2 separate regions of the Capra hircus genome follow, and region 1 is linked to region 2. A link is a contact called in public Hi-C data. All regions are on one chromosome and are shown on one strand. The core of a region is the stretch at or near the end of the contact, and the rest is flanking DNA. Distances in the headings are between cores, read along the strand shown.

Region 1 (3,581 bases), core at 1-2,500, 65 kb after region 2:
TCTGTTAAAGAAGATCCTTAATGAGGAAACACTGGCAACATTCCCCTAAAACCAAGCCCGAGACAAAAATGTCCTATTTAATAGTCAAGGCTCTGGAGAGGTGGTCCATAGAAAACAAGAAATGAGTACAAACATTAGAAAGAGACCTCTGTTGTTTAACAGAAAAGAAGATTGTCCATGTACAACAAGCAGACAAATCAACCGGAAAAACGATTAAAACGAACAGACCTCAGAGTGGACGCTCCAGGTCTAGTTTGGGGCACAAATCAAACAGTTTGCTTCCAGACTTCGTCCTGCAAAGCTGTTTTCTGGAGAGTAAGGCATCGGGGATGACAGGCTTGCCCCCACCCCCAACCTCGTCTCCCATCTTAAATGAAACAGCATCTTGTTTGAAACTAAACGACAGAAATCTTCTGAAACCAAAATTTGACTTGTGACGACTCAGCGGCGCTTTATCTGCTGCCTGCAGCGCCCGCAGCTGCTGATGGATAAGCGCGTCACGGCGGGCGAAATGCTCCCGATAGAGGGCAAGGGCGAGCAGCCTCCGGGAACGCGTCTCTCCAAGCGAGCAGCGCTCATTATATAAACTTACCTGCTGGCAAACGCAGCGCCCACACCTCAAAAATGAGATATTCAGGGTCCGAATTCCCTTTTTAAAACAGAATTCTAAAACTAACGGCGTTCCCCGGATGCGCGAGGAGGAGGCGTCCCCCTGCGCTCCTGACAGGCTGCGCATCCCGGGCCACCGGGCATCCCAACGGCGCCCGGGTCCAGGTGCGCCACGCCGGCCGGGCCAGCGCAGCGGGGCCCACGGTTCGCAGGGGCCTGGACCCCACGGACCGCCCGCCCCGCCTCGCAGCACCCGGGATAGCTCCCGCGGGGCCGCTCCGGGGGCGCCTCTGGGGCCCCGAGTCCGCGGCGCCGGCATCCGTCCAGCGCTCCCGGACACCCCCGGCCCGGAGGGGAGGCCAGTCTCCTGCCGCGCCACCTGCGACACGGGTCCGGCCGCCCGAGCTGGACCGTCCGGACGCCGCCTCAGCGAGGGGCAGCCCCGCGACCCGCGCCGGACCCTGCACCCCGAACCCCGCACCCCGGACCCCCATTCCGGACCTAGACCCGGACCCGCAACCCGAGATGACCACGCGGCTCAGACGCGAGGCGAGAGTGGTCGGCGCCGCCCCCACTCACCCGCCAGCTCCGCTCCGCAGCCAGCAGCCGCCGCGGCTCCCGCGCTCCCTCACGGACTTCCCGAGCGGCCCCCGCCGCCGAGCGGCGCCCCGAGCCGCCTGCAGGGGGCGCGCGCGAGCGGCGCGGGGGCACGCTGGGAGTTGTAGTCCCGCGGCCCTGCGCCGTCTCCCGCCCACGCGGTGCCTAGACCGCTAAGCGTGGTACCGGATCCGCAAAGCTCGGCACTCGGACCGCAAAGCGCGGTGCCTGAACCACAGAGCTCGGTACCCGGCCGACCAGCGCGGTGCCTGGACCTCAAAGCTCGATAGCCGAACCACAGAGCTCGGTACTAGGACTGTTCAGCGCGGTACCGGAACCGCCCAGCTGGTACCTGGACCGCCAAGCGTGGTAGCCGACCAGCAGTTTTAGCATCTCGGGAGGACCTGGTTGGAAACTCAAACGCCCCCTCGCCGCGGCTCCGTAGGATTTGCTGCTTTACAAACTCTGGGGGTGGGGCCCAGCAATCTGCCTTTTGCAAGCCCTTCAATTGATTCTTAAGTTCCCTTAAGTTTGAGAACATCTGGTCTAAGTCCCACGGACCACTCTTCTCCAAGGGACCTCATCTCACCTGTGGCATCAGGTACATATATATATATATATACACACACACAGGTCCATCCCAGGTGCACTGGTGGCCCAGGCCACCCCTCTCACTCCAGCCCTCAACTATCAGTGTCCACCCAACGTCGCCTCGAGGATGCCTCTGAAAAGCCAAAATTCAACAGGGTAACACCACACTCACACTGCCTCCATCTGGTTCTGCTCCAGTGAGCCTCATGTACACTGCATTTGTGCACTGGGAAGTCATCTAAGACCTTAGTGGAAGCTTCAGGAGCCAAATGGCAGGTCCCTGAATCATACTTGAGGGAGGGAAGATGGAAAGAGGAGAAAGAAATGAAGCCCGGAAAATACCAACCCCTCAACATGTGGAGGGAACAGAAGGACAGGTGCTGCCTTAGGGGTTCCCTGGAAGTGTTGTTGAAGGAGGGTTGTTTGAAGAGGTTTAAGTATTTATGAAAAGAATCCGTTAAGATGGAGCTGTGGGCTACACAGGAAAGGAAAAGAGATTTCACACATATGATGCCTAAGAAGTTGTATGTATGCGTTGGGGCAGGTGGAGTCTCAGCATCAGTAGGGAAACGAGCCAGGACTAGGGGTTCTCAGGGGCCGTATGTCCCCCACCCCCACCTCCCCACCCAGAAGAACTTGGAGATGGCTGGACACACTGTGGTTTTCACACTTGGGGGAGGGGCACTGCTATCTAGTGGGTAGAGGCCCCTGATGCTGCAACATATAATGTTGGCACAGGATGGGCCCACCACCAAGAATGATCTGACCCAAGCGCCAAAAGTGTGGAAGATGAGAACCCCTGAGAAAAGAAGAGAAGTTGTTTGTGAAAAGAGACAGGTGTGTCTGTGTGTGTATGTGTGTGTCTGTGTGTATGTGTGTGTCTGTGTGTGTGTGTGTGTGTGCTGCCAAATCTAAACTGAGCAAGGTGAGAAGTAGGAGGAAGTTCTTCCTCTCCTTTCTCTTTTCCCCAACATGTGCTTCATATTGCACATGTACAGGGCTTTCCAACTGTGGTGCTGAGAGGATGCTTGAGAGTTCCTTGGGCTGCAAGGAGATCAAACCAGTCAATCCTAAAGGAAATCAATTATGAATATTCACTGGAAGGACTGGTGCTGAAGCTGAAACTCCAATCCTTTGGCCACCTCATGCGAAGAGCTGACTCAGTGGAAAAGACCCCAACACTGGGAGAGATTGAGGGCAGGAGGAGACGGGGGTGACAGAGGATGAGATGGTTGGATGGCATCACTGACTCAGTGGACATGAGTTTGAGCAAGCGCCGGGAGATAGGGAAGGACAGAGAAGCCTGGAGTGCTTCAGTTCACAGGGTCACAAAGAGTAGCGCACAACTTAGCGACTGAATAACAACAGTATTATTAAGGAAAATATGTTTAAAAGATGTCCTTTTCTTTGCCATTTCATTGTGCCTTCTGCCCTGATGTTTTATTTTCAAATAAATAATTAAAAGTCAACACTTTACATAGCAAATATTAGCTACCGCCCATATTTATAAAATTGTTCAGATTTAAAATTTGTTAATACTCATAAATTTAGGGTTCAGTTCAATTCAGTTCAGTCGTTCAGTCATATCCGACTCTTTGCGATCCCATGAATCACAGCACGCCAGGCCTCCTTGTTCATCACCAACTCCCGGAGTTTACTCAAACTCATGTCCATCGAGTCAATGATGACATCCAGCCATCTCATCCTCTGTCGTCCCCTTCTCCTCCTGCCCTCAATCCCTCCCAGCATCAGGGTCTTTTCCAATGAGTCAACTCTTTGCATGA
Region 2 (3,312 bases), core at 114-2,613:
TTTGTTTTATTTAACATATCTACTAAATTTAATCTTTGTTATATTTAGTCTTATTCAAGAACCAGGTATATACCCTTCTACTTATGCATACCTTCACTTATGTCCTTTAAAAAGTTTTAAGATTTTTTAAAATATACGCCCTTGTCATATTGTTTGTGTGCATGCATGCTCAGTTCTGTCCAACTCTTTGCAACCCCATGGACTGTGGCTCTTCTGTCCACAGAATTCTCAAGGCAATAATACTAGAGTGGGCTGCCATTCCCTTCTCCAGGGGATCTTCCCTACCCAGGGATCAAACCCGCGTCTCCTACACTGGAGGTGGATTCTTTACCCACTGCGCTACCTGGGAAGTGCCAATATTAAGCTTATTTACCTTTCTCATTCCTTTATAAATGGGATTATTTCTTATGTTATTATCTTTCCTAACTAGTTATTGATGAGAAAGCTATTGGTATTTCACATTGTATAATCAGCCACACACTGAACTCTTATCATATCGAACACATTTTTAGGACATGATAAGGTTTTTCTAATGATACAACTTTCAGGAAATTCTAAGCATACAATGTTATTGTCTGCATAAAATCACCATTATATTCTAACATGAACACCCTCCTATGGCTCTCATGTCTCACTGCCTAGCTTAATACTTGAAGAAAAAATTGGTGATAGTCAACCTTAAGTCATTCTTGATTTTAATGGAAATACTTCTAAGATTTCACCATACAGCATAATGCTAGTTTCGGCTGGAGATACATTCATTTCATATCACTAAAGAAGTACCCATACACTTGTAGTCTACCAAGAGTTTTGTTTTTGTTTTTTAATCAGAAAGAAGTGAAAGTGAAATCAAAGAGTGCTCTCTTTGTCCAAGGAATGTTCCATCTCTATCGGGATGACCTCATGGTTTTTCTTATTTAGCCTATCAATATTGTTTGATGGATTATATTCCTGAATTTCCTGGTAAGCCAATCTTGGATGCCATAAATCCACTTGGTTTTGATATGCACTACTGCTGTTAATTTGTTGAATTCTACTTGCTAAAATTTTCACCTCACGTTTTTACATCAATATTTTGAGAGTGAGGTCAGTCGGTTAGTTTTTTAGTGGTTCTTTGTTAACTTGTAAAAACAGTCAGGCTGGCTTGATAAAAAAATATATTGTACTTTCATATGCTGTATTTTAAAAACAAAATGTGTGAAGACTTCCCTGGTGGTTCAGTGGTAAAGAATCCACATGCCAATGCAGGAGACACAGCTTCCAGCCCTGGTATGGGAGGATCCCACATGCCAAGGAGCAACTAAGCCCGGGAGCCGCAACTGCCGCCCCCGCGCTCTAGAGCCCGGGAGCCGCAACTGCCGACCCTGCGCTCTAGAGCCGGGAGCTGCAACCGCTGACCCTGCGCTCTAGAGCTCGGGAGCCACAACTGCTGAAGCCCATGCTAGAGCCTGTGCTCTGCAACAAGGGAAGCCACTGCAGCGAGAAGCCTGAGCACAGCAACTAGAGTTGCCCCTGCTCACCGCAAGTGGGATAAAGCCCGAGCATCAATAAATAGAATTATTTAGAAAAACCAAATGTGTGTATATTAAGTATGAAACCAGTCTTTCAAAAAGTAAAATGGTCGTAGAGAAACATGAGGCCATTCCCACATCATAAAAAAAGTCACATATATTCTTTACAGATTCAACTTTTTGAAAACTGGGTAAATTAAAATATACTTTGGAAAGCTAATCTGTGATATTTTACGTAAAAGTAAAAAAGTCATAAGCAGGCTACCATTAAACCCCTATCATAAAGGAACATTTCAGCTGTTCCCATCTTGGATGACTGAGCAATACATTACTATTATTTATGGGCCTGCATTGTGAGTTGGACCACGGAAAGCTCAGTTTTCTTATCTACATGCTGCAAAAGAAAATGAAATATATTCTTTGATGTTTTAAGTTTCCAACGCTCTGAATAATGGATTTAAAAAAAACCTTTTCTGTTTCTCAAGAAACTGCTAACACAGAGAATGCCCACGGCTTTCAGCGGCCACCGGCGTCTGAGCGACTGTAAGCAGCCTCCAGTCCTGGTCTCCACAGGACCCAGGAAGCAGGCTGGGCAGCTCCGCCAGGGACCTGCGGGCCCACGCACTCGTCTACACCGCCGCACCAAGACCCCAAGACAGCCCCACGGCCTGTACCACTCTGCCTGAATCCCCATGAAGGCCACACGTGCAAAGAGACGGACAAGCAGAGGGGCGGAGGGACACACAGGGCTCCCCACCGCCTCCCTGTTCCCTTGTGTCTGTCTCCCCGAGACATAGGAAACCCCCCGTTGTGGAATGTTGTCGCCTAAAAGCTCCTGACTCAAAGTGGTCCTGACAGACCTGAGCCCTGAGACGCTTTCAAATGGACAAGAGCCTCCAGGGCTCCCCCGCCCTGGGCTCCCCCCACGTGCCGCGCCCCTCCCCGGACCCCGCCCACCTACCCCCACCTCCCTGAGACCCTCCCACCTGCCCGCCTCCACCGCCTGAGTCTCTCCTTGCCCCCACTCCCGCCTACCTGAGGGGCCCCTCAGGCGGCTCTCGGTGAGTTCGGAGATGGCCCCGGACGTGGACGTCTTTTTCAGCCGAGCTGCTGCCCCGGAAGCAGCGGCCGCTCCGGGCTTGTTGAGGGTGTCCTCGCTGCTGGCCCGCTTGAGCTGAGAGAGGTAGGGGAGAGAGGGTGAAGAGATGCGTTTCCCGGAAGGAGCACCATAAACCGGCAAAGCATGGAGCAGGCCCCATCTGCCCATCCCGCTCCTCAGGCAGTGGCGGGCCGGAGGGAACAGCGCAAGAGTGGACAAACCCGGATGCCCTCGGTTCTGGCGCGGTCATCCAGCACTGCTTCAGAGATCCGTGTAAGGTCGTGGGGAGTCACCACCCATCAATCACATTCAAATAATGAAGTTTTAAAAATATGATGTGTATTTTTATGTATTTATTTGGCTGAGACAACCCCACCCCCTCAAACAACCAGGGATGGAACCCATGCCCCGTGCATTGGAAGCAGGGAGTCAACCACTGGACCACCAGGATGGTCCCAATGTATTATTGTTTTTTTCTTAAAAGACTGGGAACCAACCAAAAAAGAACTATATGGCACACAGAAATCAGGATAGAGCGACACACAAGAAATTCAAAGACAATAAAAAGTAGCACAAAAACCTCTGGAGGTTATTCCCTTCTCAGAGGGAAGAGATACAAACAGGTGACCATCCACAGATGCCCACCCCAAGCGCTGGCAGGTGACCCCATACACACTGTGTTCAGACAGAGGAGAGGGACTG

Evidence for each region. Hi-C and Micro-C count contacts between places; a contact is called where the count stands out from the background.
Region 1: a contact with region 2 is called in a Hi-C map of blood, with 7 times the contacts expected there. The contact joins the promoter of LOC106503272 here to the enhancer-like site in region 2. A contact is called at or near these places in 2 of 5 Hi-C or Micro-C datasets (blood and liver).

What each region holds. Positions count from the first base shown.
Region 1 is chr19:33,403,339-33,406,919 of ARS1.2, forward strand. It overlaps LOC106503272, which reads right to left and starts at 1,251. Exons shown (of 3, transcript XM_018064005.1): 1 at 1,189-1,251.
Region 2 is chr19:33,338,293-33,341,604 of ARS1.2, forward strand. It overlaps LOC106503272, which reads right to left. Exons shown (of 3, transcript XM_018064005.1): 3 at 1,969-2,685. The coding sequence ends at 1,969. Among named protein-coding and RNA genes, the nearest start is that of AKAP10, 79 kb to the right of the region's middle. Within about 2 kb of position 1,364, at least 1 of the 5 cell types and tissues checked has an H3K27ac peak or open chromatin away from gene starts, as enhancers often do.